Linked DNA regions of Oryctolagus cuniculus: region 1 is linked to region 2. The links are chromatin contacts, called in public Micro-C maps. All regions are on one chromosome and are shown on one strand. The core of a region is the stretch at or near the end of the contact, and the rest is flanking DNA. Distances in the headings are between cores, read along the strand shown.

Evidence for each region. Hi-C and Micro-C count contacts between places; a contact is called where the count stands out from the background.
Region 1: a Micro-C map of ear pinna shows a contact between it and region 2, with 4 times the contacts expected there. The contact joins the enhancer-like site here to the promoter of RUSC2 in region 2. A contact is called at or near these places in 5 of 6 Hi-C or Micro-C datasets (ear pinna, embryonic fibroblasts, psoas muscle and 2 more).

Annotation. Positions count from the first base shown.
Region 1 is chr1:198,499,001-198,502,371 of mOryCun1.1, forward strand. All of the region lies in intron 1 of RUSC2 (RUN and SH3 domain containing 2), which reads left to right. Among named protein-coding and RNA genes, the nearest start is that of CIMIP2B, 24 kb to the right of the region's middle. Within about 2 kb of position 1,416, at least 6 of the 8 cell types and tissues checked have an H3K27ac peak or open chromatin away from gene starts, as enhancers often do. A contact at or near this core is called in ear pinna, where this site is marked.
Region 2 is chr1:198,459,606-198,463,066 of mOryCun1.1, forward strand. RUSC2 (RUN and SH3 domain containing 2) reads left to right here and starts at 1,699. Exons shown (of 13, transcript XR_011380830.1): 1 at 1,699-1,994. It overlaps LOC127490675, which reads right to left. Exons shown (of 4, transcript XM_070054005.1): 1 at 2,479-3,461. The coding sequence starts at 2,796.

The DNA of each region.
Region 1 (3,371 bases), core at 166-2,665, 39 kb after region 2:
ATTACACAATGCCCCCAACAATGGATAGGGGATCCACTTTCTCCACACAATCATCAACACTTATTATTGTCTGTTGTCTTTTTTGTTTTGTTTTAGCCACTCTAGTGGGGTCAAGTGGTATCTCATTTTAGTTATAATTTGTACTTCCCTAATGACTAATAATGTTGATCATCTTATTATGTGCTTTTTGAACATTTGTGTGTCTTCTTTGGGAGAATGTCTACTCAAATCCTCTGCACATGTTTAATTGAGTTGTGTTTTTTTCTTTTCATTTTTTTTAAAATAGTGACTTTATTTATTTGAAAGACAGAATTCCAGAGAGAGGTAGAGACAGAGAGAGAGACAGAAGTCTTCCATCTGCTGGTTCATCCCCAAATGGCCACAACAGCTGAAGTTGAGCCTATCCAAAGCCATGAACCAGAAGCTTCTTCTGGGTGATTCCATAAGGGTGCTGGGTCTTCCGCTGCCTTCCCAGGCACATAAGCAGGGAGCTGGATTGGAAGTGACGCAGCCAGGACTTGAACTGGCACCATATGGGATGCCAGGCCAGGGCTTTAACCTGTTGCGCCACAGCGCCGGCCCCATTGAGTTGTCTTCTTATTGCTGAATTTTTTATGTATTCTGGATAGAAGTTCCTTGTCAGACATAGTGATTTGCAAACTTCCTCCAGTTCTGTGGGTTATCTTTGGATTATCTATTTTTGTTTGTTTACTTTAATTTTAACCATCCTAGTGGGTGTGAAATAGCATCTCATTGAATTGGTTTTGATTTACATTACCCTAATGACTAACTGTTGTTGAGCAACTTTTCGTGGGTTGAGGGCCATTTGTGTTAATCTCCTTTGGAGAAATGTCAGTTTAAGTTCTTTGCTCGTTTTTAAGTTGGGTTGTTAGTCTCTTTGTCATTGATTTGTAGAGACACCCATTTTTAAACCAATTGGCTCTCACCCCTGGCCTTCGAGCCTCTCTTTTAAAGGGTTCCTCCTCTTCTTTGAGTCTTTAGACAAATAGTTTCAGAGCATCTTCTCCACCTCCAGGATATTCCCCTTTCTTACAGCTTTTTGAATTCCCAAACATCAAGATTGGTTATTTAACTTCAGTCCTTCCTGTTACCTTTTGGCTTCTACTGTTTTGAGAAAAGTTACACAGAAAGCACAGATTATATTTGAACATGAAGGTTCCTATAGATGCTGAAACACGGGTGACCCACTGACAACCCATCGTACAACTGGATCTTCCGGAGGCCCCCTTCATTCAGTTTCCACAAATTAGAAAGAGCCCAAGCAGACACACATGCGCTTTAGAGCTGAGGGCGTGGCCTTTTCATTATCCTGATTGTATCCTTTGAAGCACAGATATCTTAAATTTTTGTGTAGTCCAATTTATCTATTTTCTCTAGATTCCTCTTGTACGGTATGTGAGAGGGGTCGGTTCTACTTCAGCCACCACTAGTGGACCCTCTGAAGAGCCAGAGAACTGAATGGAACGTGTGTTGGCACACGGGCCTGTAGCCACTTCGGCCCTAAGACGTGTGTTACAAGGTCCCTGCAGTGCAGTCTGTATTTTCTGAGACAGACCCATGTTCCCCAGGAGGCAGGCGCGTGCACACGCACACAGAGGCTTTGGGTAGAATGACGACTGCTGATGACAGCCGCCCCTCAGGGCTCCAGGAGTCCCCTCCCAGGCTGACTGCTCCACCTCTAGGCTAGCCTGGAATCCCAGTGAGAGGAAGAAGCTGGAAAACACAGTCATTCAGAGAGAAAAGAGGAGGGAGAAGTTTCTGGCTGAGATCTGAAAGGAGGGGCCTGAGAAAGGAAGGAAGGAAGGAAGGAAGGAAGCTTCCAGGCTCTGCCCAGACTCCTTCCCTGAGACTCCTGAGAGGAGTAGGCCCAGCTCTCCCTGCCGGGAGATCGGGAGAGATCTCCATCTGCCGGCGCCGACTGCCCTCCGCTGCCGACTCCTTTCTCTCCCCTCCCCCTTCGCCGGGCTAACAGGCCCACGGGGACTGCCGGGGAGCGGGGAGCGAGGCTGAGCGGCTGTACTGTGGGCATGCCCGCTCCTCTCCCTTCCCCCTTCCCTTGGCAGCAACGTCACCGCAGCACCAGCGGCCGCGGCAGCAGCAAGGAGACGGCGCTGGGATTGCGCAGCCTCCCTGCATTAGCAGCGATGCCATTGTATTAGCAGAAATCAGATCTTAGGGAGTCGGCCCAGGGCCCCCTGTGTGGGCCCGGGAACAGTGCCTCGGCAGGAACTGTCAAGGCAGAGCAAAAGGAGCAGAAGCCTCCGGTCCAGCTGAAGGCTCCTTACAGAGGTATGGCTCAGCGCAGCTGGGGGAGGGGCAGGGCAGAGCCAACAGCGCAAGCCATCGGCATTCGGGCCCTGGCTGCCAAGGACTGGCTTTGTCTTTCCAAAAGAGGGAGAGAGCGCGCGTGCGAGCGTTAGACAAGCTCATCCATGCATAGGTTTGTGCTGTGGTGCAGAGACGGGGAGAAGCAGAGTTTGAGCATCATTGTGCTGTTTTGTCAGGAAGCAGGAGACTCCATCCTTTCTTTTTGGGCATTTCTAATGAAGCTGCTCTTCGCTGCTGTAGTCAGAGTGGAGGGGGTCAGATCTGGAAACAAAGGCTTAATGGGAGGAGACTACAAAAGCTGTAAGTTCATGATGGAGAAGATGCAGGCATCCATGCTTTCAGGAGGGGCTGGGAAGCCGCTCCCTGCACGCACACACTCACACACACACTCACACACCATGCCTTCTGGTGCTGTGAGAGCCACTAGGCTCCAAGAAAGAATGTTGACCAAGATGTCCCACAGTAGGTTGGGGGCAGGGGATGGTCATTGCAATGTCTAGGGCACCTGACCTGTTATAACAAGCCATCTTACTCATGGATTCCTAGCAGGAAGAGACCTGAGCATAAGCTAATAACTCCCAAATCCACCCTCCTGCCATCATACCTTCAGTCCTTCCCAAGGACCTGGGCAGGAAAAGACCTTTTGGTCCTGCTGAGGCTGCTCATCAGGACCTCAAGTCAAGGTCAGCCTGCAGGAGAGCAGCAGCTGAGTCCCTTTGTCTCCCCTATCTCCCTTCAAGAGGCCAGAAAAGAGGGGGAGGGTTATTTGGCAAAAAAGACGCTGATGCCCAAAGACAGGAGAAACCTTTTTTTGCTGGAGTTTCCCTGCCTTGAGTTGCCCTATTGCTGAAATAGGAGAGTTCCGTAAATCCCCATGCCTGTTGGAATCCTTGTTGGAGGATTCAAAACATATGAAAATAGGAGACAGTAGATCCATGTTTTGAAATAGATGATTGAAGAATACCCTGGAAAGTTGTGGGAGAGTGTTAACTCCCAAAAGCCATCTTGGAGTGGGAACTACA
Region 2 (3,461 bases), core at 449-2,948:
CCCACACCTCCTCGTGGCTAGAAGCAGCCAGAAAGAGACACAGGAATCTTCCATGTCCCCTATACTCTGCCATAAAGAGTGGGAACTACATGAGTTCTAGGTCTTACCAGGGTTTCTTAACCCTGCCTGTGCACGGGTGTTGAGCACAGCGGTTTGGGAATCAGCATCCCCCGGGTTCAAGCCCCTGTTACAGCTGCAATTGGAGCTTCCTGCTAATGTGCACCCTGGGAGACAGCAGATGATGGCTCAAGAACTTGGGTCTTGCCCCTCATATGTGAACCTGATTACTGGCATTTGAGGAATGAATCAGATAGATGTCTCTCTGCCTTTCTTTTTTTTTTTTTAAACAAAAGATTTATTTATTTGAAAGGCAGAGTTACAGAAAGGCAGACAGAGAGGCAGAGAGAGACCGAGGTCTTCCATCTGCTGGTTCACTCCCCAAATGGAAACAATGGTCAGAACTGGGCCAGGAGCTTCTTTGTGGTCTCCCAAGTACTTGGCCATCCTCTGCTGCTTTCTCAGCCACATTAGCAGGGAGCTGGATCAGAAGTGGAACAGCCAGGACTTGAACCTGCACCTACATGGGATGCTGGCACTGCAGGCAGGGGCTTTAACTATTATGCCACAGGGGCTTTAACTATTATGTCTTTCCTTAAAAAAAAAAATAATAATAATTGGGTGCCGGAGCTATGGCATAGCGGGTAAAGCCACTGCCTGCATGGGTGGTGGTTCTAGTCCCGGCTGCTCCACTTCCAATTCAGCTCTCTGCTGTGACCTGGGAAAGCAGAAGATGGCCCAAGTCCTTGGGCCCCTGCCCCCGATGTGGGAGACCAGGAGGAAGCTCCTGGCTCCTGATCGGCACAGCTCCGGCCTTTGCGGCCAACTGGGGAGTGAACCAGAGGATGGAAAACCTCTCTCTCTTTCTCCCCTCCCCCTCCCCCTCTTCTTCTCCCTCTGTGTGTGTGTGCATGTGACTCTGTTAAATAAATAAATCTTAAAAACTAACTTTAAAAAAAAATTTTTTTTAATTTTATTTTAAAGGAAGAGTTAGAGGGAGAGATCTCCCATTCACTGGTTCACTCCCCAAATGGCCACAACGGCTGGGGCTGGGCCAGGCCAAAGCCAGGAGCTTCTTCTGGGCCTCCCACGTGGGTGCAGGGGCCCAAGCACTTGGGCCATCTTCTGCTGCTTTCTCAGGCGCAACAGCAGGGAGCGTGATGGGAAGTGGAGCAGCCAGGACTTGAACCAGCGCCCATATGGGATGCTGGCACTGCAGATGGCGACGGCTTTACCTGCTAAGCTACGCCACAGCGCCGGCCCGCTGCCTTTCAAATGAATACATTTTTTTAAGTCTTATTTAGGAACAAATGCTAATTAATTAATTGAAACTACCAAAGCCTGGGCACCATCCAACCCCCACTGCACCACACCCCGCCGGTTCTGAGTCTATCGGTGTGGGCTGAGGTAAGCCTTCATGTCTGTTGCTCTTTTGCTTCTTTTATGTCCTCGCGAGGTTCCACCCGGGATCCAGGATAAGAATCGCCGCTTTAGGCGAGGCCGGGATCTCACACCCGCCCGCCCTCAAGGCCAGCTGTTTTGGCTCGAGCTCGCTGGTCCAGAGCCCGGGCCCGCCCGTCCTCCGTCGCCCGGCACCACCCCGCAGGGGGCGGGGCGCAGGCCGCAAAAGGCGGGGCGGCTGCCGCAGCCTCGCCCTGCGGCTCGCGGGGAAGCGCCGCGCGTGACTCCGGCTGCGCCCGTCGCCGCAGGAGCAGGGGCAGTGGGCAGGCCCCGCAGGCCCAGCGGACCGGACCAACGCGCGGTCCAGAGGGGCGGGAGGCACCGATCGGACCATCGGCGCCGCGCCCGCAGGGGGGCCGGGCGTGACCAACCTGTCTGGAGAGGAGGGGGGCCCGGCGTGGAGCCGCTGCCCCTGCAGGGCGCGAGACGCCGCCGCCGCGCCCGCGCGGGGAGACGAGCCTGAGGCGAGAAACCAGGTAGGAATGCCTCTCCGAGGCTGCCGGGATCCTGAAGACCCACTGCCACCGCGTTCCAAGCGATCCCATAGAGAGCCCTCTGTCTGCCCACCCTGCCGGCCCTCCCGCCATTCCCCTCGGCCCCACCCTCCCGTCCTCTCGGACCCTGCGGACAGACCGCATCCCCAGTCCTTCTGACCCCTTCCACTCCACGGAGTGGACACCCAGGACCAGCCATCCCTTTGGGCGCCACCCCAAGCCCACCCCCAACCGTCTCCTCAAACCGTCCCCTCAGAGGCTCCCCCCGGCCCCTCGCGCCCGGGAGTCATCGTTGTGACGACCCTGGGCGAGCGCGGCTGCGGGCACCCCAGCCCCGGGCCGCCGCGGGGCCTCGGCAGGGCCAGCCCCAGCCCGGCTCCTCGGAGCCCTCCGCCCCTTTCACCCCTGCTTGCGGAGTCGATACCTGCCGGGCGCCGGCAGGGGTCCTGTCTCCCTGCAGTTTTACCTGGGGAAGACCCTGGGCTTGGCAGTTGGCCGGTCCGCCGGCGCGAAGGGCACGGCGATCCCGTGGGCCCGGGCTGGCTGCGGACCGCCGGACCCGCCCTGGGGGAAGGCCCGGACCCCAGTCCCCTTTACGTCCGAGTTCCCGGCACGGGGCCCGGCACAGCGTGTCCTCAGTAACTAGGTGTTGGCTGGGGAATGAATGGGTGAGCCCACTGCAGAGGCGGTGAGGCGGCGTGCCTCGGGGAACGGCGCCTCTGGTTACGTAAAGGGGGATTGCTAAGGTCGTCCCATCTAGGAATATATCAGCCTTTCCGTGCATTTATCTAATCTTATTTACATAAGCGCGGCTGTGCATCAGCTGTTTTCTCTTGGTATTTTGTTTACCCCAAAAGGGGCGGGGGCAGGGCTGGGGCTACAGAAATTCTTATTGGTTCCAGCCCTGGAGGCTACCTAGAGGATCTTGAAAGAGCCGGGGACTGCTCCTCTTGCCCTGGAGAGGAGGCGCTCCCTCTGGGGAGGGATTCTGGAGGCCAGCCACCGCCTCCGGAGCTGACTCAGTGCCTGGTCAGCCGGGGCTTCGGGGCAGGTCGGAGACATGCAGGACCTCAGTTCTTGTGCCCTCCAGGTCCTGGGCACCTGCTTCTCAGAGCCTGGAGGACAGGTGTCCCGTCCTGGCCTAGCGTGAGAACGATGTCAAAGGTTCCTAAAGCTGCTCTGCTATGAGCAAGCCACATGGGCCATTTATGTCCCTGTAAATCCACGTCTAAACCAGAACAAGAACCTTTTAAAGATGGAACTCTCCAAGAGCAAGGAGGCCGAGAGCCGGTTTTGTTGATTCCTAGGAGGGTGACCGGAGCAGATTCGGTTTCCTGAGGCTAAGGCAAGGTTTGGAGACCTCAGTTTGGGCGCAGCTTGGGTGGGGGGAGTGGGTGGTGTTGCTGAGTGATGAAACAGTGTCTAGAAAGCTGTGGGAGTTTATAAGCT